Regions from separate parts of the Mus musculus genome. Here all the other regions are linked to region 4. A link is a contact called in public HiChIP or PLAC-seq, Micro-C and promoter capture Hi-C data. All regions are on one chromosome and are shown on one strand. Each heading gives the region's core, a stretch centred on a gene start, on an enhancer-like site or on the middle of the called end of the contact. The rest is flanking DNA. Distances are from core to core; before and after follow the strand shown.

What was found. Promoter capture Hi-C pulls out the DNA fragments that hold promoters and counts their contacts. Hi-C and Micro-C count contacts between places; a contact is called where the count stands out from the background. HiChIP or PLAC-seq counts read pairs in DNA pulled down with a chosen protein or histone mark.
Region 1: a contact with region 4 is called in a promoter capture Hi-C map of pre-B cells, with 7 times the contacts expected there. The contact joins the enhancer-like site here to the promoter of Cthrc1 in region 4. A contact is called at or near these places in 6 of 39 promoter capture datasets (the C10 cell line, embryonic stem cells, hippocampal neurons and 3 more), 2 of 484 Hi-C or Micro-C datasets (embryonic stem cells and erythroblasts), 4 of 115 datasets of contacts at active chromatin or transcription factors (astrocytes, bone marrow-derived macrophages, large pre-B cells and 1 more) and 3 of 9 other capture datasets (adipose tissue, embryonic stem cells and liver).
Region 2: a promoter capture Hi-C map of embryonic stem cells shows a contact between it and region 4, with 3 times the contacts expected there. The contact joins the promoter of Dpys here to the promoter of Cthrc1 in region 4. A contact is called at or near these places in 3 of 39 promoter capture datasets (embryonic stem cells and hippocampal neurons).
Region 3: a contact with region 4 is called in a Micro-C map of embryonic stem cells, with 4 times the contacts expected there. The contact joins the promoter of Klf10 here to the promoter of Cthrc1 in region 4. A contact is called at or near these places in 2 of 39 promoter capture datasets (embryonic stem cells and pre-B cells), 1 of 484 Hi-C or Micro-C datasets (embryonic stem cells) and 3 of 115 datasets of contacts at active chromatin or transcription factors (astrocytes, bone marrow-derived macrophages and large pre-B cells).
Region 5: an H3K4me3 HiChIP or PLAC-seq map of embryonic limb bud shows a contact between it and region 4, with 4 times the contacts expected there. The contact joins the promoter of Azin1 here to the promoter of Cthrc1 in region 4. A contact is called at or near these places in 9 of 39 promoter capture datasets (the 3T3-L1 cell line, the C10 cell line, cranial neural crest and 5 more), 2 of 484 Hi-C or Micro-C datasets (adipose-derived mesenchymal stem cells and embryonic stem cells), 3 of 115 datasets of contacts at active chromatin or transcription factors (embryonic limb bud, embryonic stem cells and pancreatic cancer cells) and 1 of 9 other capture datasets (adipose tissue).
Region 6: a promoter capture Hi-C map of stem cell-derived epiblast-like cells shows a contact between it and region 4, with 3 times the contacts expected there. The contact joins the enhancer-like site here to the promoter of Cthrc1 in region 4. A contact is called at or near these places in 5 of 39 promoter capture datasets (cranial neural crest, embryonic stem cells, hippocampal neurons and 2 more).
Region 7: an H3K4me3 HiChIP or PLAC-seq map of forebrain shows a contact between it and region 4, with 5 times the contacts expected there. The contact joins the promoter of Lrp12 here to the promoter of Cthrc1 in region 4. A contact is called at or near these places in 2 of 115 datasets of contacts at active chromatin or transcription factors (bone marrow-derived macrophages and forebrain).

What each region holds. Positions count from the first base shown.
Region 1 is chr15:38,281,512-38,284,689 of GRCm38.p6, forward strand. No RefSeq gene overlaps it. Among named protein-coding and RNA genes, the nearest start is that of Gm35248, 16 kb to the right of the region's middle. Within about 2 kb of position 1,305, at least 79 of the 459 cell types and tissues checked have an H3K27ac peak or open chromatin away from gene starts, as enhancers often do. A contact at or near this core is called in embryonic stem cells and pre-B cells, where this site is marked.
Region 2 is chr15:39,855,698-39,859,000 of GRCm38.p6, forward strand. Dpys (dihydropyrimidinase) reads right to left here and starts at 1,773. Exons shown (of 10, transcript NM_001164466.1): 1 at 1,402-1,773. The coding sequence starts at 1,665.
Region 3 is chr15:38,299,112-38,302,077 of GRCm38.p6, forward strand. Klf10 (Kruppel-like factor 10) reads right to left here and starts at 1,600. Exons shown (of 4, transcript NM_013692.3): 1 at 1,448-1,600. The coding sequence starts at 1,483. All of the region lies in intron 1 of Gm35248 (a long non-coding RNA gene), which reads left to right.
Region 4 is chr15:39,075,329-39,078,360 of GRCm38.p6, forward strand. Cthrc1 (collagen triple helix repeat containing 1) reads left to right here and starts at 1,604. Exons shown (of 4, transcript NM_026778.3): 1 at 1,604-1,831. The coding sequence starts at 1,676.
Region 5 is chr15:38,517,978-38,521,369 of GRCm38.p6, forward strand. It overlaps Azin1 (antizyme inhibitor 1), which reads right to left and starts at 1,289. Exons shown (of 12, transcript NM_018745.5): 1 at 932-1,289.
Region 6 is chr15:39,815,206-39,818,121 of GRCm38.p6, forward strand. All of the region lies in intron 7 of Dpys (dihydropyrimidinase), which reads right to left. Among named protein-coding and RNA genes, the nearest start is that of Gm16291, 20 kb to the left of the region's middle. Within about 2 kb of position 1,441, at least 69 of the 459 cell types and tissues checked have an H3K27ac peak or open chromatin away from gene starts, as enhancers often do. A contact at or near this core is called in hippocampal neurons and liver, where this site is marked.
Region 7 is chr15:39,942,538-39,945,783 of GRCm38.p6, forward strand. Lrp12 (low density lipoprotein-related protein 12) reads right to left here and starts at 1,457. Exons shown (of 7, transcript NM_172814.4): 1 at 1,067-1,457. The coding sequence starts at 1,145.

The DNA.
Region 1 (3,178 bases), core at 55-2,554, 790 kb before region 4:
CACACACCACACGCACACACACACACACGCACACACACATACATACACACACACACACACACACACCACAGTGGTGATGATGTTGATGGTTTTACTTACTATATACTTCGATTTATTTTTATTTTGTGTGTATGAATGTTTTGTCTGCATGTCTGTTGGAAGAAGGTCTTATCTCCTGGGACTGGAATCCCGGATGCCCAAGAGCCCCACAGGATCAGTAGTATGTGTTCTTAACCCGCTGAGCCATTTCTCTAGCCCCATTAAATATAATATTTTAAGAGATAACATAAGCTAACATTAATTTATGTGTGTTTGTTTGTTTATGTTTTTTGAGACAAGTACTCACATAGTAGCTTAGAATCTGCTATAGCTTGGGTCAGCATCGGACTTGAGACTGCTTGCTGTTCTCCGTGCCCCGCCCAGTGTGAACACAGGTGAGTACAGCCACACCTTCTCTTGTAGTTAACGTTTATTGAGCACCTGGCTCTGCAATACAACTCAAATGCACATTGAGCCATCCTTTAAACAAAGTTGTCTGAGTAAATATTAGTGTAGTGTCCACTTCATCTTTGAGAAAAAACAACATGGCGTTTCCTCCAGGCAGTCAAACAGTTTGTTCAGGATGAGCTAAGAGGAAACCCAGGCTGGATTCAGAAGCGGGGTAGTAGTTTGCTTTCAACCTTCAAAGCAGTGGAGAATGAACCAGGAATGAAACGTTCTTCCCCTGGGAGTTCAGGGCTGAGCCCTGACCCAAAACCCTGCCTGCAGACTCTAATCCCAGATGTAGCCCCTGGGCAGGTTAAGCACTAAAGCAGCAAAACCAGACTAGTGGAGTAGCTGGGGGCCAAGGTCAAGTTTCCACCCGGTTTTCTTCCTCAGTGGCTGTTGACCCGGTAGTTACAGCTGCAACGACCACCCAGGGTGTCTGCACACTGGCCCAGCCCTGCAGGGCAGTCTGGGTGCCGCCACTGCTGGCTGTCTTTAAAGAGCATTTGTTACACAGTTGCTGAAAAAGGCCTGCAGACAAAGTGGAACAATGCCCCACAAAATGGAAACTCAGAAAAAAAGAAAAGAAAAGAAAACCAAAAACCATCAACACCTCTTCACTCCAGCATGGAGGAAGCCCCAGCTTTTGGCCAGGGGCTTAGGACTTGAGTCACTCCCGAGTGTGGAGCCTTTGTCTTCCAGGGAATTCTGCCATTTGTCCTTAAAGGCAAAAATCGGAGCCAGGAGAGTTAGACACATACCGAGGCCAGAAGGAGCAGTTGAGGGTAGGACGGAGTAGCTGAGGATCTGCTGCTGTCTGCATCCTCCCCCACACTTCCTGTGGTTCTCACCTCCTGTGGTCCTCACTTGTGTTAGGAGCCCCTGCCCCCTCTGCTTCACCCTCATTCTCCACACTACCCCTGCAAAGCCACACCCGAATAAGTAGTGCAATTAGGGCTTGAAACCCAGAGTCCAAAGCTTGTGCTTGTAACCACGATAAACCTTTCTTAAAATGTAGAGGATAGCTCAGTCGGTAGAGCGCCTGCTTTGCAAGCATAAGAACGTGAGGCCGCCAAGATGGCTCAGTTTATAAAGGTGCTTGCCACCAAGCCTGAAGACCTGAGTCTGATCCCTGGAGACCACATAGTGGGAGGAGAGAGCTGACTTCCACAAGTTGTTCTCTGACCTCCACCCAAGCACCAAGGCATGCATGACCTCATAAATAGATAAGGGAGAGAGAGAGAGAGAGAGAGAGAGAGAGAGAGAGAGAGAGAGAAATTTATTTTTTTAAAAAGCCAAATGTGATGGCATGTGCTTATAATCTCAGGGCTAGGGAGACGGAGACAGCTAAGTTCCGGAGGCTTGCTGGCCAGCCAGTCTAGCCTAATTGTTGAGGCCAGGGCTGTAAAGAGATCCTTGTCTCAAAAAAATAAATAAACAAACAAAAGAACTAACACATGCTCAAGGTTGACCTCTGGCTTTCGCATGTGCGCACACACACACATGCAAGCTATACTTGCATAATGCTCTCCTAAAACACACATTTAAGCACCTGCACACACATCAATGTGCACATACACACTCACACAAAATATATGGGGATGCGGTCACGATTTTACCTGCTCAGCAGCCTGGGCATCTCAACACATGGTTCAGGCTAGCTTTTAACTATGTAACTATGTAACCCACAGACTTAACACCAAAGCATTAGGCCTCCGGCTTCTTAGGGCCGGGCCAGGCTTTTCTTTATGAGAGCCCCTGGGTACCACATCGCAGGAGCTGTGCACACTTGTCCTTTCTTGCTGTCTTTAAGGCCTGTCACTCATCTGCTCATGAGAAACTTCAGGTGAGCAGCGTTGTTAGGGGTTTCAGAATGAAGACATCCATTCCAGAAGTTCCTGTGACTTAGATCAGTCACATCCATGCCACTGCGACAGCTAAGGCGGTGGTTTACAACCAGAATGTCCCACTCTGGCAGTTGGGGGCCCCGGGGAATCACATCTGTTCACAACCCATTGACTCTCCTGGAGTCATGACCCTGTCCAGCCACAGGGGGGCAGTGCAATGCTGCTTTGAGTCAGAAAAGCAGCCTCAAATGCTCCTGGAAGTCAACCTTCACCACAATCAGAACCAAGAGTGGCCTGTGAGGCAGTGCAGCAAAGGTCACAGCCAGGCTGCACCTCCAGCCCCCAAAGCAGACCAGAACCCCACTGCATTTTCCTGTTGAACTAAATTTAAGTTTTAGAAAAGGATACACAGTTCCTTGGAAAAGTCAGGTTGAAGGCCAGCAATACAGCTCAGAGGACAGAATCGCTTGCTTCATGATGAGCCTGAAAGCCTGAGTTCAATTTACTGTACCCACATAATGCTCAGAGTGGACCACTTCCACAAAGCTGCCTCTGTCCTCTACGTGTGTGCTGTGGCACACAAACGCCCATACTTCCACACAGGCATCATGTACACACACGTTCACACAATAACAATGAGCATCAGAAATTAGAAAAATCAAAAGGAACAGACCAAATATACATTAACAAAAGAGCAATCGTGACTCATACGATGTAGTTGCACTTGAAGAGGAGACCCCTGAGTCTGGCTCATGCCCAGGGCAGGTCAAACTCATCTTCCGGAGGATAAGTCTAAAGGGGGAAGGGAGGAGCCTGTGTCACAACCAGCAGCAGCAGCTTAAGGG
Region 2 (3,303 bases), core at 523-3,022, 780 kb after region 4:
TCAAAATTAAGAAGCGTGAGGGAACTGACCAAAAGACCGGGGCGTGTGGAGAAGGTGCTTGGCGAGACTTTTCTTCTTTCTACAATTGTGGATTGTTCCAATCACTGACAGATTCATCCCAAATACAAAAATGTGTTCCTAACATTTTGTAAAAAAGAGATAGATTCATAGCACAGTACTTTAGTTTTGAAAGGGACAATAGTTTGTCCTGCAGACGATGATGTTTATTAGCACAATGATAGACACTGGTAATGAGTAACTAGGAAGAAGCATTCCAAATGTTGCACTAGGCAGCGTGTCCTGGACCCTTCTCTCTGGGTCAAAACTGCCTGCCTTTCTCCTTTCTGTTAACTGTTCTGTGTGGTCGTGGAGGACGGGGGCAGTTGGCAGGGCGGGTGTGAGGAGGGTGGAGGGTTTGAAGCCAGGTAAGTACGTGAAATAAACAACGTGTGGACTGCTCTGAGAGCCCGTTGGTCTTTACCAGGCCTCTGCGGCTGGATGCGTTTAGACACAGTCCTGAGAGGAATCCCCTGAACAACCTTGGCCTTGAAATCAGTGTATCTCCTCCCCTTTGCAAGAAGCCTCTTCTCTCAAAGCGGCTTTGAGGCAAGACTTAAAAATGTTGTGGATTTGACATCTTCAGCCTAGGCTTGGGGGATACGTTTTCAGTTTCCTATAAAGCTGCCTTGACAATCCCATGGTGGGTTCAGACGCTCCAAGGAAACCTTGGCCAAAACTTTCATTGGTCTTCGCTTAGACAAAGACCAGGACATCGTCTTCTGCAGTCTAGATCTGGCTGCTTACATCACTAAAAGCGGGCAGGTACTGTTGCCTGGAGCAAGCAGGTAGCAAAAGGGCTTGGAGAGGTCACCTTGGTGTGAGTGAAGGCTGGAGGGAACTCCTGGACAGGCTATCTTACTTCTACAGGGCTGGGCTCCGTCCAGTGTGGACTATCTCTGTGTGGCTTCCACTCACCCAGGCCTCACTAGTCACAGCAGTATCCTCTAGGTAAATGGAGTTTTCGCTTGTTGGCTGGAGAACTGGGAGAAAAGGCCGCAAAGGTCAATTTTGAAAAACAAACAAGCCAATTGTATAGACAGTATAGCGGCTTTGCAACCCCCCACGGATTATCATGACAAAAGAGAATTACAGACACCAGGAGGTGGTGCCTAGAGAAAAGAAGGCAAAGGGAAGAGATGGCCTCCAGAGTGCCAAACAACCCAAAAGGAAGAGCAGAGGGGCCACAGAGCACGGCATACAGTATCTTCACCCGAGATGGGCGTCCTTTTGTGCCCACAGCTAGCTCAAGTGTCTCACTCCACCTCAGTCCCTACTACTGCGCAGGAGCGGACGAGGTGGAGCCGCTAGAGACCCCAGATTATAGGTCTGTGGTTTGGGTACCTTGGTGCCCTGGTAGAAGTCGTCCACTGACTGCGAGCCCATGAACGGGAATTGCATGTGCGTGTGCGTGTCGATGCCCCCGGGCAGGACGAGCTTGCCCGCTGCATCTAGGATTCGCAGCCCCCGAGATGCGTCCTCAGGAGGCAGCAGGTCCCGTCCCAGCGCCCGCACCACGCCGTCCTCCACTAGCACATCGGCCACCTGTGAGAAGTCGTCATTGACAATGCGACCCCCGCGGATGAGAAGTCGTCCCTGTGGTGCCATGGTCCAGGGCGCTGGGGACTGCGAACAAAGTTGGCTTTCCTTTAAGCTCTCCACGAACTGTGCCAGAACTCCCTCTCCCGCTGGGCTGAAGGCGGGCAGATCTCTGGTGGCAGGTGAGGTACAAGGGTTTATTTAAATGCAGGACAGAGATGTAGCTCCACCTCAGGGCAGGGCTGCCCTGCCGCAGACCTGGACAAACCCTTAAGCACAACCCCTAGCATCCAGTTACAATAAGTCGGGGTGTCCACTGAGTTTATGAGTCCACAGAGGGGAGGGGTCTTGGAATTTGAAAGCTGCAGTCAGGGGCTTGCCTCCCTAGAGGCAAAGATACTTTAGTGAAAGAAAGAAATTCACTTGGTTCCTTGGTGAACAATGTCTACACCAAAAGACAGAAGGAACCTGCACAGCACCAGCAACAATAACACCTCAAAACAAACACACTTGACTCAAAATCAAGAGCAAACCACTGCAGTCTCTGTGATTGGCAGGTTGTGCTGGCATGTGTGGGATTCTGGTCTCCAGATGGATAAGCAGAGAAGATGTGCTGAGCAGGGAGACAGGCTCTTACAAGGGAAGCTGGCAGACAAGGAGCTGCCTGAGAGAAGGCTTGAGGGGTAATCAAGGGCGGCATGATGGCTAATCTTCATTCTCAATTTGATGTGATCTAGCGTCACTTGAGAGATGCTTGTGTCGAATTTCCTGATGCATCAGACTATCCACACCTCAAAACGATTAAAAATTAGAACGCACCGATAATCTAAAGACCCATGGATTTGGCTGTCAGGCCAGGAAGAAAAACACCAAAACCTCAGGAAGGTTATATAATTATTGTCAAGGGACCTTTGTGCAACTGTGAAAGGGGTAATTATATACACAATGAAACTCCTACAGGCTTGCAAGTCAACACCACCAGGAGCATGAGATTGGATGTCCCTGCTGCCACTGGGGCTCTCTCTGAAACTGCCCGGATGAGCGACTGCAAAGGTTTCTTTATCTTGGACACTTTATATCATGACACAACACAGAACAAACTTCCCACATTTAATTAACTCAAAGTTCTAGCAGAAGAGGGGCTTGCCAGGTATCTGCGAAGGGGAAGGAAATGGCTCACTGAGATTCGCAGGCAGAAATAGAGCAGAAAAGAGAGTAAGCTTTAAGAAAAATGCAGGCTACCAGACTAGGAAGACTGTCCCCTGGTGGAGTCACTGTCCCTACTCAACACCTTCGGGTCAGAAGCCTGGACAAGCATGCTCACTGGGGAGCTTGGCCTCCAAACGCCATTGTTTCTGCAGACACTCTAGGTCCCCGGGGGACCCTGTGGTGGGAAAGAACACTCCAGCCTGCTAATGAGCTTCTGCCTGGATGGGTGATGGGTGTGGAGTTTGGGGGAACAGGCAGACTGAGGGGTGGAAGGAAAACAGATGCGGACTTGGGATTGGAAGTCAAACTCTGGCTTTGGCATGAACTCTATGAAGCTTGGGCAGGACACTTCAGGGCCCCGTCCTCCCCGTCCTCCCCGTCCTCCCTGTCCTCCTCGTCCTCCCCGTCCTCCCTGTCCTCCTCGTCCTCCCCGTCCTCCCTGTCCTCCTCGTCCTCCCCATCCTCCTCGTCCTCCCCATGTGGAGACCTAGGCTGACA
Region 3 (2,966 bases), core at 350-2,849, 780 kb before region 4:
CCCCGCGCCCCGCCCCTGCCATTGGCCGGCCGGCCCGCGGCCCGCGTCCGGATTGGCTGGGCGGGCAGGGTGGGGGCGCGAGGAGGAGGGGGCGAGGCATGTGAACAAAGCGTGATCAGCGACTGCTCCGGGCGGCGCAGGAAACGTGAACTGGGAATTGCCGCGCCGTCACCTTTCCCCTACTTCCTGAGCACGGGCCCCCGCCCCCGCTCGGCCGGGGAGGGGCCGCGGGCGCCGCCGCCAACCGCTCGCCAGTGCGCGCCGGGCGGCGCGAGGGCTGGGCGGTGTCGGCTCCCGAGTCGCCCGCCCCTTCCACCTCCTCCGAGCCGCGGTTCCCTTAGGAACCGACAGCAGGGCCGGGCCTCGTTCCCGCCCCTGGCGGAGGCCGGGGCTGGGTCACTCGGGGACGAGAAGCTCCCCGGGTGCACCCGTTCGCCGCCCATCCCTGGCCTCCGCCTCGGCTGCGGGAGGTGGGGCCGGGTCCCCGCGGAAGCCCGACCGCCGCCCTCCTCCTGCTCGCCGCCTCCGGGGAGCGGCCGGAGCCTGGGGCACTCCGCCCACTCGGCCCGCGGGACCTCAGCCTACCCGCATCTGCAGCATTCGTCCGACTGCTGTTTCCGGCAGCCTGAGCCCCCGCAAGCAGTCTCTGCAGGCTCCCAGACGTGCGGCGCCCACAGCACGGGCTCCAGGCGCGCGGCCCCACGGTTCCCGCCTCGACACGCGGCCCCCGCGTCTCGCGGTCCCGACTCCCCCGCCAAGCTGTCGGGCTCCAAGGCAGGACCCTGCCCCCTGCCAAGAGTAATCTATAGGCAGCCACCTGCCTCCGCCTCGGATGGGGAGTCCCCTCCCGACGTCTGCGGGGGCGCCGCGGCTCCCCTGGCGGCCGCAGAGTCCGCGTGCCTTCCATACCCCGCGCGAAGCCGGCCATCCCCTCCCCCAGCCCCGGGCTAGCCCAGCCCCGCGGTCTCCACCTGGCAGGGTTTCCCCCTCCCCCGAAGAGCAGGCGCCCTCCTCTCGGCTAGGCAGACCGTGAGTAGTCCTTGTCACCCCGGGTCGCATTCCTGGTGCAGACAGGGGCATCTCCCGCCAGAGCCAGGTGCAGGGCGCCCCCTCCATCTAAACCGCGCTTCCAGGGAGACAGCCCCTCCAGCTCACTCGTCTCCTGGGGTCTCCCTGAGAGTCCTCCTTGTCTCCTGGATACCCAGGATCGCTCTCCCCTGGTCCAGGTCCCAGGCTTCTTCCGACCCTTTTTTTTTTTTTTTTTTTTTTTTTTTTTTTTTGCACATGCCCTCGATGATATTCCAGCCTGCAGGGAGGAAATCCCTTGCAAGACCCCGCTGCAGCCTGGGTTCTCAGGCGTGGCTTATTTAGGGGCTCATGCTTCGCGCTCCGGCTGGCTCCCCTACACTGACCGGCAGGAAAGGACCAGCATCCTCAGGTAACTTACCGAAGCTTGCTGGAGAGAAGCGCCGAAGTTGAGCATGGTTGGCTGCCTGGCCGCAGGTCGCGAGCTGCCTGGCTGCTGGCTGCTTAGTTAGCCACAGACGGGAGCACTGAGACACTAGACGTCGACGCCACCGCGCTCCGCGCTGTCTGCCCCCCTCCCCGTGCAGGTAGCCGCTCTGCCTGCCCCGCGCCGCGGGCGGGGTAGAGGGCGGGGCCTAGTGTCGACCAATCAGCGGCAAAGGTGTGTGAGGCCTCAGCCAATGAGCTGGCAGAGCCACGCGTGATCAGCGGCTGCCCGGCTGCAAGAGGCTCTGTCAGTGGAGCGTGTACACAACCCGAGGCACCGTGTTCCCTCGGTCCAGCCCCGGGGAACTCCGGGGACCACCTGACTCCGTGACGCCCCTCGCCCAACCCTAGCCTTCAGTCCTCCGCCCATGCCCGGGGGCGGCGCCGGCGGCGGGGCATAGCTGGGAGGCGCGGTGGCGGCGACTAGGCTTTGCGGAGAGCCGGCCCCACGTGGGGGGTGGGAAGGGAAGCCCGCTCCGCCCAGTCCCCTTCGCGCCCACAGCGTCTGGGCCCGCCAGGGAGTGGGCGGGACCCCGAGCAGGAGGCGGAGGCGGAGGCTGCGAGCGCGGCTCCGAGCCACCAGACGTTCTTTGGCAGCGTGGTTCTCGTGGGTCTTGCGTGGAAGCAAGGGATGGATGAACCACTGAGCGGCATTTCTGAGCATTTGCCGGGTTTTGTCACTCTAAGCCGGAGGACTGGGGAGAACCAGGGCGAGATGGTGGCGGCGGGAGCCCTGTCACGGAACAGACACCTGCTCGCACTCACCGCCCACGCCCAAGGCGGCAGGCGCTGGCTCGTCCTCCCATCTGCAGCACAGGCACTAGCAGCAGGGCCCGCCTCTGCGCGTCCCTCCCGTCCTTCTGGGCGGTTGGAGTGGGGACTAAGGGAAGCCGGTACCAAAGAGCTAGTGGCGTGGCAGGGAGCCCCAGACCCGACGCTCGGTGGCAGAATCGAGTTTGAGTTTGATGTAGTTGAAGTTTAAAATACAATGTTCGAGCTATTTCCAAGGTGGACTCCACTTCCCCCACCCGCGGGACCACAGTCTTCGCCGACGCCCTACCAAGAAACCGCTTGAGGGGATGGGGTGAGGAAAGCATGCTTGCAGGTGGGATTCCTGACCCGGTCAAACATCGAGTTCCTGTCCCTGCCCCCTCCACCGCTCCAGGGATTGAGGGCAAGCTGAGCTTCTTAGGGAAGCCAGCTTGTGGGTGCAGCAGCCCGGCTGAGGCTGTAGCCTCCTAGTCTGAGAGCTCTTGGCTCCTCGTTGGCGCCCTATTGCCCCGCCCCCTCGCCCGTTTGTGCGGGTTCACGGCAGCTGTTGGAGCCGGAGGGAGTGATAACGGGGCTTAAAGCAAACTAGAGATTTTTATCTTCTCCCTGGGACAGGCAGATCATGAGACAAAAGTCACTGCCCTCCTGTGGGCTTTTTCAGCCTGCTGGGCTAAAAGGGCTAA
Region 4 (3,032 bases), core at 354-2,853:
AGGTGTCTCTCTTATGTTGGGATCCATCCCAAGGGCAGCTTAAAAGGCAAATACTATAAAGGCTGATACACAGGTGCAGGAAGTGTTGGTTTCCGAGAACATCCTAGTAACAGAAGTAACAGCATATGAGAAAGTTTCCTTGTGACATTAGGAACAGCTCAAACTGGTAGGTTAGACGGGTAACAGTTACCAAGACCTTAACAATCCCAGTTCCTCTTTCAGGTCTTGAGTGGCTGTATTCCTTTCCTTCCATTGTTTGTGCTTTCATAGACTTCTTTAAGGGATTTAATGTTTTCTTTTTAAGGACCTCTAGCATACACATATAGGCTATGTTAAGGTCTTTATGTGTGCTTCCAGGGTGTAATACTCAGGGCCTGCTGTGATAGGGTTGGTGGGTTCTAGTGGAGACCTATCGTCCTGGCTGTAATTGGTTGTGCAGGGGTAGCCTGTAGGTTCCCAATGAGTGTGTGCCTGAGCTGGATGCTTGGGAAAAACATTGAGTGACGGGAGGAAAGTGGGGGGCCAGGGATCTGTATGCTTCACTGAAGATGGGTGCAGAAGCAGCCTAGGGCTGAGACTGAGGGGTTCCACTCTGAGAAGCAGAGGGAGAGGTGAAGATCTGCAGTTAGCCCACCTGCGTCCCTGCCCAGTGTGGCCTGTGGGTTCCCAGGGAGTGCCGGCTGGAGTTGGGGGTGGAGGGTAGGACAGGGCAATGAGTGGGGGAAGGGAATTTAGGAGGGGAAGATCTGTGGGATCCACCAGCGATGAGGTGGCTGTGGTGGAAGCCGCTGCAGGAGTTAGCGCAGAGCTCAGGATGAAACTAGGGATTGGGCGTGGAGGAATGGAGGGAGCGTGGAGGTCGCCTCTCCCTCTCCCTGGATAGGTAGGTCACCCGTTTGCTTCCCGTCAGAGAGTGCCTAAGAGAGTTGGAGGCTGCTTTCCTGGTTGAAGTTGGATAGAACTTTTCAAACTATATTAATCTGATGTGAAATAAGCACGTGAAAGTGAACCTCCAGCACTGAATGTTGGCTATTTTCTACCAGCCTCAGTTCACCTATGAATGGAGACTCCAGGCTGCATCGTCCCCCACAGGATTGCCAAGAGGCCACGTGAACAAAGCTTTACATTTTGGAGTTTAGAAGGGGGTAACACTCAAACACTATCGATTATTTGAGTCATAGGACTCTTATAGACTGTTATATTCTGGCTCTCTCCATTTAATACCCCAAATGTCACTTTTTTTTTTTTTTTTTTAAATAATGAGCCTTAGTTTTTTAGGAATGAAGGAACACGAAGGTGATTCCTGAGGCCGAGTTAAGACACGTGCCTCTAAGAAACTCAGGAGTTGCGGTCTCCATTCCCCCACCACCACCACCTGTGGTTTCTGACCACTGTCAACCTGCCTGGTCTCTGCATTCCTCTCTGGTTCTGCAGCACCCCGCGGGGGTCTGGGCGGGCGGAGCTGCGGAGGAGGGGCGGGCTAGACCCGGGACCCAGGCCTATAACAGTATGCAAGCTCCGGGCGTCCAGGGGGTGGGAGGGAAGAAGGGAGGGCGGCGCTCAGTGAAAGGCGCATTGATGCGGCAGGCTGCAGGGCTGGGCCAGACGCTGAGCAGGGTCAGGCTCCTGCCGACCCCTTTACCTCCTGCTCCGCGCTTCGCAGCCACCGCACACCATGCACCCCCAAGGCCGCGCGGCCCCCCCGCAGCTGCTGCTCGGTCTCTTCCTTGTGCTGCTGCTGCTGCTACAGTTGTCCGCACCGATCAGCGCCTCTGAGAACCCCAAGGTGAAGCAAAAAGCGCTGATCCGGCAGAGGGAGGTGGTAGACCTGGTAAGTCTGAGAGTCGGTCCTGACCTCAGTGCTGGAGGAGAAGACTCAGCCAGGATCGCACCGGGAGGGCATCAGTATAGATGGTGGTGGTGCTGACCGTAGGGGTGAGTGTAGGGCAGCACGTTAAGAAGCTTGAGTGCCTCAGTGTCCTGCCTGTGTACCTGTGTGGGGACGGATCTGACGCACGCCTGCAGCAGAGTCTTGAACCGCTACGGGAGATCATGAGAGGTCACCACATGCTCCGACGTGGGTCAGGTGGGATGCCCAAATCCGTGTAAGTCGCCCAGTAATTTCTGGCTCCAGGGGAGGCCACCGTTGGGAGAAGTGGGGGGATGCTGTGGCTGCAACTGGAGTAGATTGAGTTAGTCAGTTGATTTCAAAAGAAAGCCCGAGGAAGACCCTAGGCCAGCTGGCCGCTTGGCCCTGGGCCAAGGCTGTGCAACGTGTCCTTTGTGAGGACCAGTGGCCACGGTCTGGCCACGTCTGCCTGGAGGAGAGGCTAACAACCCCCACAAAGCATTTGTTCAGCTAACTTGAAGATTATGAATCACTTTGTGTCATCTCCCTGGGAAATATGAACTGCAGTTTACTCCTTAGAGGACCACAGCTTGAGCCAGGAGTGGTCAGAGGCTTTGAAGCTGAAGGGGAAAAATGAAGGCCCCACTAGGAGCCCTTCCAAGGACCCATTTTGCCTGATCTGTTTAAAACAGATGAGCAGTCAGGTCTTAACCAGTCAGGAACACTGTACTCAAGCTAAGGGGAAGGAAAGCGCTCCCAGGAAAGCAAATATCCCAAGGGCTTTCTGAGAGGCTAATCTGTGGGAAAGTCTGTTTGCTTAAAACCTTTCCCTCTAAAAGTCAATAAACCTAGTGGAGGGCAGAGAGTTTGTCTGTCCCACTCAAAAGCCAGCCATCGATAGATTTGTAGTCTTTGGCACATCATAAACTTCTGTCCTTAAACCAAGCTATATGGTTGTCAGGCACTGCGATACATAAAGGACAGGGGACATTTACTTATTTTATTATTATTATTTTTTTTTTAGATTTGAATTTCTTCCACTGACATTCTAAGTTGAGCTAATAAACCAAGCTCCTTGACAGCTAGTTCTAAACTGATTCAAAAGCACTGGGGGAAAATCCCTGCTGTTTCACGCAGCAGTGGTAGGGTTTTGTTGTTTTATGCTCTGATATATAATTTTCCT
Region 5 (3,392 bases), core at 39-2,538, 560 kb before region 4:
ACTGAGTTCAATCTGTTCAAACATCCTGAGGCTGTAAACAGTGTAAACTGCTTGCTTCGTTCAGCCAGTAACACACGTTCATGATACTTAATACCATAAAACGTTTAAACACTACTAACCGCTGGCAGCCAACAGAGTCCTTGATAAGCCGCATCAACCTACCCTTCGCCCTCTTTCTGCCCCGCGATCACAGCTAGGACCAGAAAACGAAGCCATGGTGACTAATCTCCAGGCTTCAGGAGGTGACTGGGGTAAGTGAAAGCGACTTGGCCCAATCAGGAGAGCCGCAGGGGCGGGTCAGCAGCGCCGAGGTTTCCAGAAAGGGCCAAAGGCCTATTCGCTTGCTACTTGACACCGGGGCTTCCCCGCCGCCGGCCCCGAGTGAGGTCAACTTTCCACCGCCAGAGGGGGAGCGCGCACTCCGCACCCCCTCTCCCGCCCGCAAGAATCCAGCCTCCTCCCAGCTGTCACCAGATGCCGGCTCGAGGCCCGCCCCGCTCCATTCATAACCCGGAGCCCCGGCCGCCGCAGCCCGTCCACTCCGCACCACAACCCCCTGCAGGCACTGAGACAGGGAGAGGGCGATGGGACCCCCAGCCCTCCAGGCTGCCGCCGGACCCCCTCCCCGGAAACAGCAATGCACCACGGGAGTGGGGTGGGGGCCGCATGCCGCCGAGAGGGAACAGCGACCACCGCCAGCCTGCCCCCGAGCGCGGCCCCACGCGCACACGCCCCCTCGCTCAACCGCGGCTGTCGGCTGCCGCCCTGGGTCGCGAGGCGCCGGCCGCCGCCCGGGCCACCGGCAGCCGCCACACACGCCGCCGGCCGCCATGTTCGAGGCCGCCGGCTGCGGGGCACTGCGGGGACACCGAGGGCGGCGTGGCCCAGCCCAGGCGCCGGACCCTCCCGCGCCCCTAAGTCCGGTACTCACGTGAGATAACGGCCCAAAGAGTCGGGTAAAGCGTCTTCTCTTTTTCGGCGGAATTTTTAAAGAGGGATGTGGTTACCTTGAGCAGAAATACCCAAGGCGGCCTGGGCCATAGGCTGCGGGGACGACGTGGGGGAAACGCGCGGCACCGACACCAGCTGAGCAGCAGTGGCGGCGGCAGCCGAACTGGAGAAATGGAGCGGCGCGAGAAAAAGAAGAAAGGCGCGAACTGGGTGGGGAGAGGATTCAGCCTCGTCACTCCGCAGAGCAGCAGAGCGAGAAGGATGAGAAGAGCAGAGCAGGAGACAACCAGAGAGAAAAACGGAAACACCGCGGCGAGAGTTGAGCCAGAGAGTGTGGGAAGGCGGTGCCAGAGACGCCAGTATTTATACTCAGGGGGGCGGGGGCTGCTGACGTCACAGACGGCCGGTCGGCCGCACGACGGGGGTGGGGCCTGTGCCGCCGGGGAATGTGGGAGGGGCGGAAGGGGAAGGACAGCCTTGTGCAGTTAGGGGGCCGAAGGGCGGGACCACCGGGCCTGGCAGGTGCTGGCCCGGCGCTCGCTTCCCGCCCTCGCGCTGCAGCCGCTCCCCAGCGGGCTGCTAGTTTCGTAGGCGGGGCAGAGGGCGCGCGGCCCAGCGGATCGCGGATCGCGCCCTCGCCCTTGCGGCGCCTGCGCGCCACGCTAGCAGCCAACGATCCGCTTTGTGAGCCGGCAGCTAGTCCATGCTGACGGCAGCCTTCGGGACCGTCCTGGGTCCTCGGCTTACCGACTCCAGTATTTTAGGAGAGGAGGGTGTGCGCCATCACGGGGCTTTCTCGGTGCACTAGTTTATGTAACAACTGTATACTATGCCCGGGGACTGTATTCCGAGGGAGAGGTTCCCGCCTCTCCATGGGTTGCGGAGCTCCGTTATGAAAATGAGTTCCCCGTGGCCAGCAAGAACCAGTCCGGTGTGGTTACTGAGGCTTTGATCGTACCAGAATGTTCCTCCGTGTTCGCATGTTGCAATATGGTGCAGTAGATTTTTTTTTTAAATGTGGCTTTTCTTTCTTTGTCTTCATTTTCAAAAAGGGTTGATGCAGTCAGACCCAGCCCTATTAAAGCGGGGCCAGTGTTGCTGAAGTTACATGACTTAAAGGCACATCTCTTTAATCCTCTGCATTTCTCGTTTGAAGTCATTCTTTTTTTTTATTCTTTTGTTTTGTTTCTCCAGAAAGGCTTTCTCTGTGCAACCCAAGCTGTCCTGGAACTCCCTCTATATACCAGGCTAGCCTTGAACTCTGCCTGGTATATAGGTGCTCCTAGGTGCTCCTGCTAAAGGCACGTGCCACCACACCAGGGTTTCTCTCTAATCTTGTTTGTTTTGTTTTGTTTTTCTTCAGTTTTTCGAGACAGGGTTTCTCTGTATAGCCCTGGCTGTCCTGGAACTCACTCTGTAGACCAGACTGGCCTCGAACTCAGAAATCTGCCTGCCTCTGCCTCCCAAGTGCTGGGATTAAAGGCGTGCGCCACTACTGCCCGGCCGTTTTTTCTCTATTCTCTATTATTTAATAAACTTTTATTACTAAAGTAAAATGACGGATGTAGCCTCCCCCCTCCCCTTATATTTAAAATCCTTTTTCTAGCTGGATGAGGTGGTGCATGCCTTTAATCCCAGCATAAGAAGGCAGAAGCTGATGGATCTCTTGAGTTCAAAGTTAGCCTGGTTTCTAGACAGCTTGAGCTACACGTAGTGAAACCCTGTCTGGAAAAAGGAAAAACCAAAGGCCATTTTATCACTAGCAGTCAGTCCTAGCCTGCTAAATCTTTGCAACTCCAGACTCAGCACAATGAAGGGGAGGGACAGGCAGACAGGGCACTTCTCTGTAGCTGAAACTGACCTCCAAATAGCAAGTCTCCTGCCTCAATTTAAGGGGATTGAGATTACAGTCGTGTATTACCCTATTTATGATGCCCCTTCAACGTAAGATCTTTTAAAGTAAGACCCTGAACCCTCTCTCCTTCACATTCTTTCACTCCATTTATCTTGTAATCGGTACAGTAATTAATAAATCACCAAGGCAGAAAGAAAGGAAGAGCTCTTGCAGATTTGGTAAGGCCAGAATGTTTCAGAGGTAGAGAGTATTACAAGTTGGGAACTGTGAGCTCAGTTTCTGGTTTTTGTTTCCCCTATTTTTCTTGACATATCTTAGCTTTCTCTTACCTCCTCCCTCTCCATCCCTCTCTCCCCTCCCCTTTTCCTTTTTTGAGATAGGAAGTTAATATATTGCCCGTGCTGGCCTTGAATTCATGTCAGTCTTGACCTCTAGAGTTCTGGGATGTGAAGTTATGATCCACTGTGCTCAGTCTCTAACACTTTTGTTAAGTTCTGATCCATTTAAACTGCAGCAACTTCCCAAGGAGGCTCTTGCCCACATGAACACACCATTTGACATTTTGTTTGCAGTCTAGCAGGAGAAA
Region 6 (2,916 bases), core at 191-2,690, 740 kb after region 4:
GTGTGTGTGTGTGTGTGTGCTTATGTGTATGGTGTGTGTGTGTGTGTGTGCTTGTGTGTGTGGTGTGTGTGTGGTGTGTAAATGCTTGTGTGTATGCTTGTGTGTGTGCTTGAGTGTGTGGAGTGTGTATGCTTGTGTGTGTGCTGTGTGCGTGGTGTGTATGTGGTGTGTGTGTGTGGTATGTGTGCTTGTGTGTGTGGTGTGTTGTGGTGTGTGTATGCTTATGTGTGTGCTTGTGTGTGGTGTGTGTGTGTGCTTCTCTCTGTGTGTGTACGCTTATGTGTGTGGTATATGTGTGGTGTGTGTGTGTGTGTGTGGTGTGTGTATGCTTGTGTGTGTGCTTGTGTGTGTGCTTGTCTGTGTTTGGTGTGTGTGTGCTTGTGTGTGTGGTGTGTGTATGCTTGTGTGTGTGGTGTGTGTATGCTTGTGTGTGTGCTTGTGTGTGTACTTAGGTGTGCTTATGTATGTGCTTGTGCATGTGTGTGTGGTGTGTGTGCACTCTCATGTGTATGCATATACTTCTTTGGAGGAAGAAGACAAGAATTACAGTTCAGAAATTAGATAGCACACAATGAGTTATCTAGTTTTCTCCAAGGAAAATGCCAAGCGGTCTCTTTGAAGCTCTCCCTGATGATATGACCCTATGTACACACCCTAAGCTTCACTGTTTGGTTCATGATGCTTTTTACTCCCTATTGCTCCATGTCCCTTAGAGAACCATCCCTCTCCTGCTCAATTTCATACAAAGGTTCCTAGGCAGAACCCAGGGGCACATTCATAATCTTCAAGTCATTACTCTTCACTGAATACAAAGTTAAATTCGTTTATCTCTATCTACACTGAGAAAAGGACGGAAATTAAGCAGGAGAGGCAGCACAATGCCTTCCAGAATGGTGAATGCAAGGTCAAAGCTTGCTGTAATTGAGTTTAAAAAAAATAATAAACCCCAAATAACTGGAAACAAAAATATGCCTCCTCTGCAGAATACAGAGCGGCTAGAAGTCTTCATCAAATGTTTCAATGCACACAGTAGTCAGCTGTGCTGGTATGCTTGAGATGCTGTGAGATGCCCTGTAGCTCATAAATACAGAAAAGGGACAGTTTCCATAGTAACTAAGTGCTCTTTAATGAATACCAAAGAACCAGAGCTCAAAGGAGAGCCTTAAATTGCCAGACCACGAGTTGCTGCTGCTCCTGCAGACCTGCAGGCAGCTCACATTCCCCTTTCTCTGATCAGAGTTTTAACAGGTTGGCCATTTTGACTGATCTCTGTTTCAACCATATGACACCTTAAAATTCTGTTTCAATATCACATGAAACCCACACTCTTGATTTCTTCTCTATAAGCTAAGTACCAGAATATTCTACCCCAAAAAAGGCCAAACAACTAGATAAAGGGCTATGTCCTTAACTCTAAAGCTTTGACCGGAGCAGTGAAGCACAGGGCACACACTTCTGTCACAAGAGATAGACACAGGCTCAATGAGCTGTCAAACTGAATACAGGGGACTCTTCATTTCCAAAGCAGAAAAAAAAAAGTTGATAATGTTCTCTTTGCACTAAATGCAGCCTTTTTTTTTTTTTAAATGTGCAATGACACAGAGGAGGTATTGCAGTTGGTTTTGCAGGGACTTTTTCTTTACAGGCTTGTTATGTCTAAGGTCATCTTTCATCAGGATTTCCTACCTTTCCCCTCATACGCCCACTCCCAGTCCTCTCTCGAGATCCATCAGCACACTGATGTCAGTGCCTCACTCTTGGAACCATGCAGCTTCTATAGATTTACAAAACAAGCAGCAGAAGGAGAAAAGTGTGGATGCCCGGCTTTTCTTTCTCCTGACCTCCTTTGGTGACATTAATGAAACCCGGTTTTAGGGCAGCAGGCTATGTGGCAAGCACACTGTTTTCTACGTGCCGTTAATAACCAACAGGAATAACAAACACACAGAAACATCTAGGTACCATGTAGCCCCCAGAGCGTTAGCAATCGCTTCCTCTCTCAGGAGGCTGCCTCCTTACATAACCAGCAGATCGGGCAGCCCAGTGCGGGTTGTGGGCGCCCCCTTCAGGATATGGGATTCAATGCACATTGCCGTCTTCTGTCATTTATGCTAAAAGCATTTGAGGAATTTTGCAGTAAAACATCTAGTGTCTAATTATATGTTAAAACAGAAATCATATATAACACTGGACTGTAACTAATGTTAAAATCACCATCGTAGGATAAATCCATTTCTTCCCTTGATTAAATAATTCTTTTCCACAAGGCTAACTTTGTGAACATTCAGCTCAGTCTATGACAGACACAATTCACATTGGAGGCCATCTGGCTGCCTTCTCTTCTTTCTTCAGGCAGCCTGGACGCCTGCTCCTCCCCCGTGCTTGAGTTTACTCTGCCTCAGCTTCAGTTCGACTCTCGGGTACGGATCCTCTGCCCACTCTCATCCCACGTGACGTGACAGTACACCTCCCTCTGGCCTCATGCAGGACCGCTCTGCTCTGAACCTCTCAAACAGTATTTTTGTTTGTTTGTTTTTTGTTTTTCGAGCCAGGGTTTCTCTGTATAGCCCTGGCTGTCCTGGAACTCACTTTGTAGACCAGGCTGTCCTCGAACTCAGAAATCCTCCTGCCTCTGTCTTCCGAGTGCTGGGATTAAAGTCGTGTGCCACCACGCCCGGCTTCATTTTTTTAAAATTTTTTATTAGGTATTTTCTTCATTTACATTTCAAATGCTATCCCAAAAGTCCCCTATACCCCTCCCCCCCCCACCCTGCTCCCCTACCCACTCACTTCCACTTCTTGGCCCTGGCGTTCCCCTGTGCTGGGGCATATAAAGTTTGCAAGACCAAGGGGCCTCTCCTCCCAATGATGGCCAACTAGGCCATCTTCTTCTACATATGCAACTAGAGACACAAC
Region 7 (3,246 bases), core at 207-2,706, 870 kb after region 4:
CTGGGGAATTATATGCTACAGAAACCACCGCCACTATACTACTGAATTAGTATTTGTGGCAAATGAAGTGGACTTTTTATAAGTAAAAATACCCGCCCCCCCCCCCGTAGCTTCTGTTTGTTTTTCTGGAGAAATCAAACCATTACTCCAAAATGGAAATGTTAATTGTGTTCTCTGCAATATCCATTCAAGGAGTTAACTCATGAGAACTAAGAATGGTGAAGTCAGAGCCCAAGCTGAGGTCTCAGTGGTGAGCAGTCCTCTTAATTTCCTTTAGTTCTAGTTCATACAAAGCACGGTCGTGACACACAATCAGACTGCAATCCGTAAAGTAGTGTCCCTAACCAGATCGCAGACCGGAATGAGGCAAGAGTCACAACAGCATCAGAGGGCACAGATGAAATGATAAGTGAACTGGGAGTCAAGGCAGACTTGTACGTCCCAATAGAGAAAGACTGAGGTGGGGCTGGAAACTATTTTCTGGCCTTCTCTCCAGTGCAGCTACTGGGGAACGAGATCCTACACGCCCGAGACCCACAGAGCCCCAGGCGCAGAGGTGGAGGGGTGGGAAGGAAGCAATCGGGGTGCTTTTGGAGGGAATGGGGACTAAGAGAGATGGGCACGACAGCAATTTCACTGAGAAGAGAACTTCCTGCCTCGGGAAGGATCTGGGACAGGACCGTCCCGGAGGCGACCTCCCCTTCGTAGTCTCACGGTCACATCTTTGTGCGCGAGGACTGTACAGCCGGCAGCGAGCGCTAGAGGAGCGAGCCGCCGGGGGCCTCGCGCCGGGCTGGGGAGTTTTCCCGCACGCCGTCGCTCCGCAGGGACCCCTGGCTCGGACCGGCCCGCCTCCATCGCTCCGAAGGATCGGCGGCGGCCAGAGGACCCCAGCATCCCCGCGGGCAGACAACCCTCCCCGCACCATCCCGCGTGGGTCTTTGTCCCGTCGGCAACCCAGGTCTCCCCGGGTCGCCCAAGCACAGCCCGTCCTGGAGGCCCGGGGGGCCCCCGGGGTCGCCCCAGCTTTGTTCGGTCAGAGGGGCGCAGGGAGGTGGACACTTACCGTACACCCCAGCGAGGAAAAGCAAGAGCCACGCCGACCCCCGCCGCTGAGACTCTTTTGTGCTCCAGCGACGGGCCATACCCACGGCAGATGGAGGGAGCGAGGAGATGGAGGAGGAGGAGCTGGGGCCAGACGCCGCCGCCGCCGAGCCCCTGGCTGCTCCCTGCGCGCTCCGCGGCGGCGGAGGGGGAGGGGCGGGGCCGCCCGCGCGCGCTCCCTCCCGCCGGCCCTGCGTCGGTCGCGCGAGCCCCTAGCGGGCCGGCCTTCCCGGGGGCAGGGACGCGCAGCGCGCGCGCCAGCCGCAGGCGACAGGGCCGGCAACTGCGGGGCTCCGGCCTCGCGCCGCACAACCAGCCGGCGCCGCCACCCGCCAGACTGAGCGCGAGCCGGCACCGGCGCTCATCCGTGCACTCGGCAATCCCCTGGCCCGCCTGTCTTGGTTCCCGCCCCGCGCTTCCCTGGACTCGGCCGAGCTCGGGCGGATTTCGCCGCGCCTGGAGCCGGAGTAGCGAGGCAGTGCCAATCGATGTGCGAGCACGCGAACGCCGGCCGCTGGGTTCCAGGGGCTCGAGGGCTGGAGTGGGGAGTAAGGAGGGGGGAGCGGGACGGCGGGGATGTGCTCTGACCGAGCTCCGCCGCAGTCCCCGGCCTTGGTGTTGTGCCCTCCCCGGAGATCCTCTAGGCTGATGAGCTACGCGTGGAGGGAAGAGGGGTGGGAACTTAGAAGTCCGTTGCTAAGACCCCCGACCTTGCCGGCTCCGCTTGAATTTGGCTCTGAAAGAGTGAATGGGTCGTAGGTCCCTGTGGATAACCTGATGTAGAATCTCAGCCAAAGGATCTGGGGATACATCCGGCCGGGCTACAGGGTCTGTGCTTCTAATCTGGCAGGGAAGACGCAGGAGACCCTTTTGACACTCGGGTGGGGTGGAGTGGACCTGGGACGTGGAAAGAGGGATATCCCTGACCCCCCCCCGCCCCCCCCCGCCCTAAGCCTCTTCTCAGCTCCTAACAAGTATGACACTTCTTTCCCTTAAGTACCCATAGAGCTTCTGTCTGTAGTGACACACTGGCACTTCCACCTTTTTAAAGTGTCGTCTGCACTGTTTTGCCTGCTGTCCTTGCCATTTACAGGCACTGTCCACTATTCGCTGAAGATCAGCAGTGCCCTATGCTGTACTGTTGACACAGGCTATCTTTGTTTCCCGACAATCTTGTGAGATGAATATTATCCACGTTTTAGATAAGCTAATGAGACTCAAAGAGGTTAAATTATCCCAAAGGAGTTATCAAGTAAATCTACGGACTTTGTTTCCCCCATCCCAAAGTCAAGCACTTTCACACTAGCAGGAAACTCAAGCAAAATGCTTAGTACCCATCAGTTACATTAAATTTTAGTATATGCCTGGGGAGGTACATTAGAGTTTTCCTGTATCTCTTGCTTATTTGACCCTTTAGTGACCCCCTGAAATTATATGTCAGAAGAGAAAAGTTAATGCTTAAGAAATCTTTTACAAGATGGCAATAAACAAAAGTCCTGAACCGGGATTTTTTTTTTCTATTCTTTTTTGAGAACACAGCAATTTTGTTGTTCCTGATTCTGCAATCAGCAGATATGATTCCTTGTTTTATGACACTACACTCTGATCGCTGTTTTTGTTTGTTTGTTTGTTTTGTTTTTTGTTTTTTCCCAGAGCTTTTTCTGTTCATTGAATTTGTGTCAGGCCACAAACACAATGAAAAAGTAGACTGTACTGCATTCGTCTCCCACCCCATCACTTTCAGTACCATTCAAGGAACTCTGTCCCAAGAGGAGACACATGGTGCCCCCCACCCCCAGGACCCTTTCGCCTGCACTCCTCCACAAACACTTGTTCATCTACTGAGTGGCCTCTTCGACTGTCAAATAATCAATCTTTTGTTTTCTAAGCCCCTTTAGCCTTCTTAAATTTTAATGAGGACTCTGGAGAACTTCTACTTAGAAATTAAAATGGAAGCTTTAACTATTTTTAGTTCTTTTCAAATAAAACATAAGAATCCATGTTACCATCTCTAAAGCAAATAGGAAAGTGGTGTAGTTTCTCTCTTTGCAGACCTTCCTTGTGTCTGTCTGGCTGAAAACATCTGGATTCCCATATCTGTTTCCGAAGCCAATCTGTTACAGTATGTTGTTTTGGTTGAAG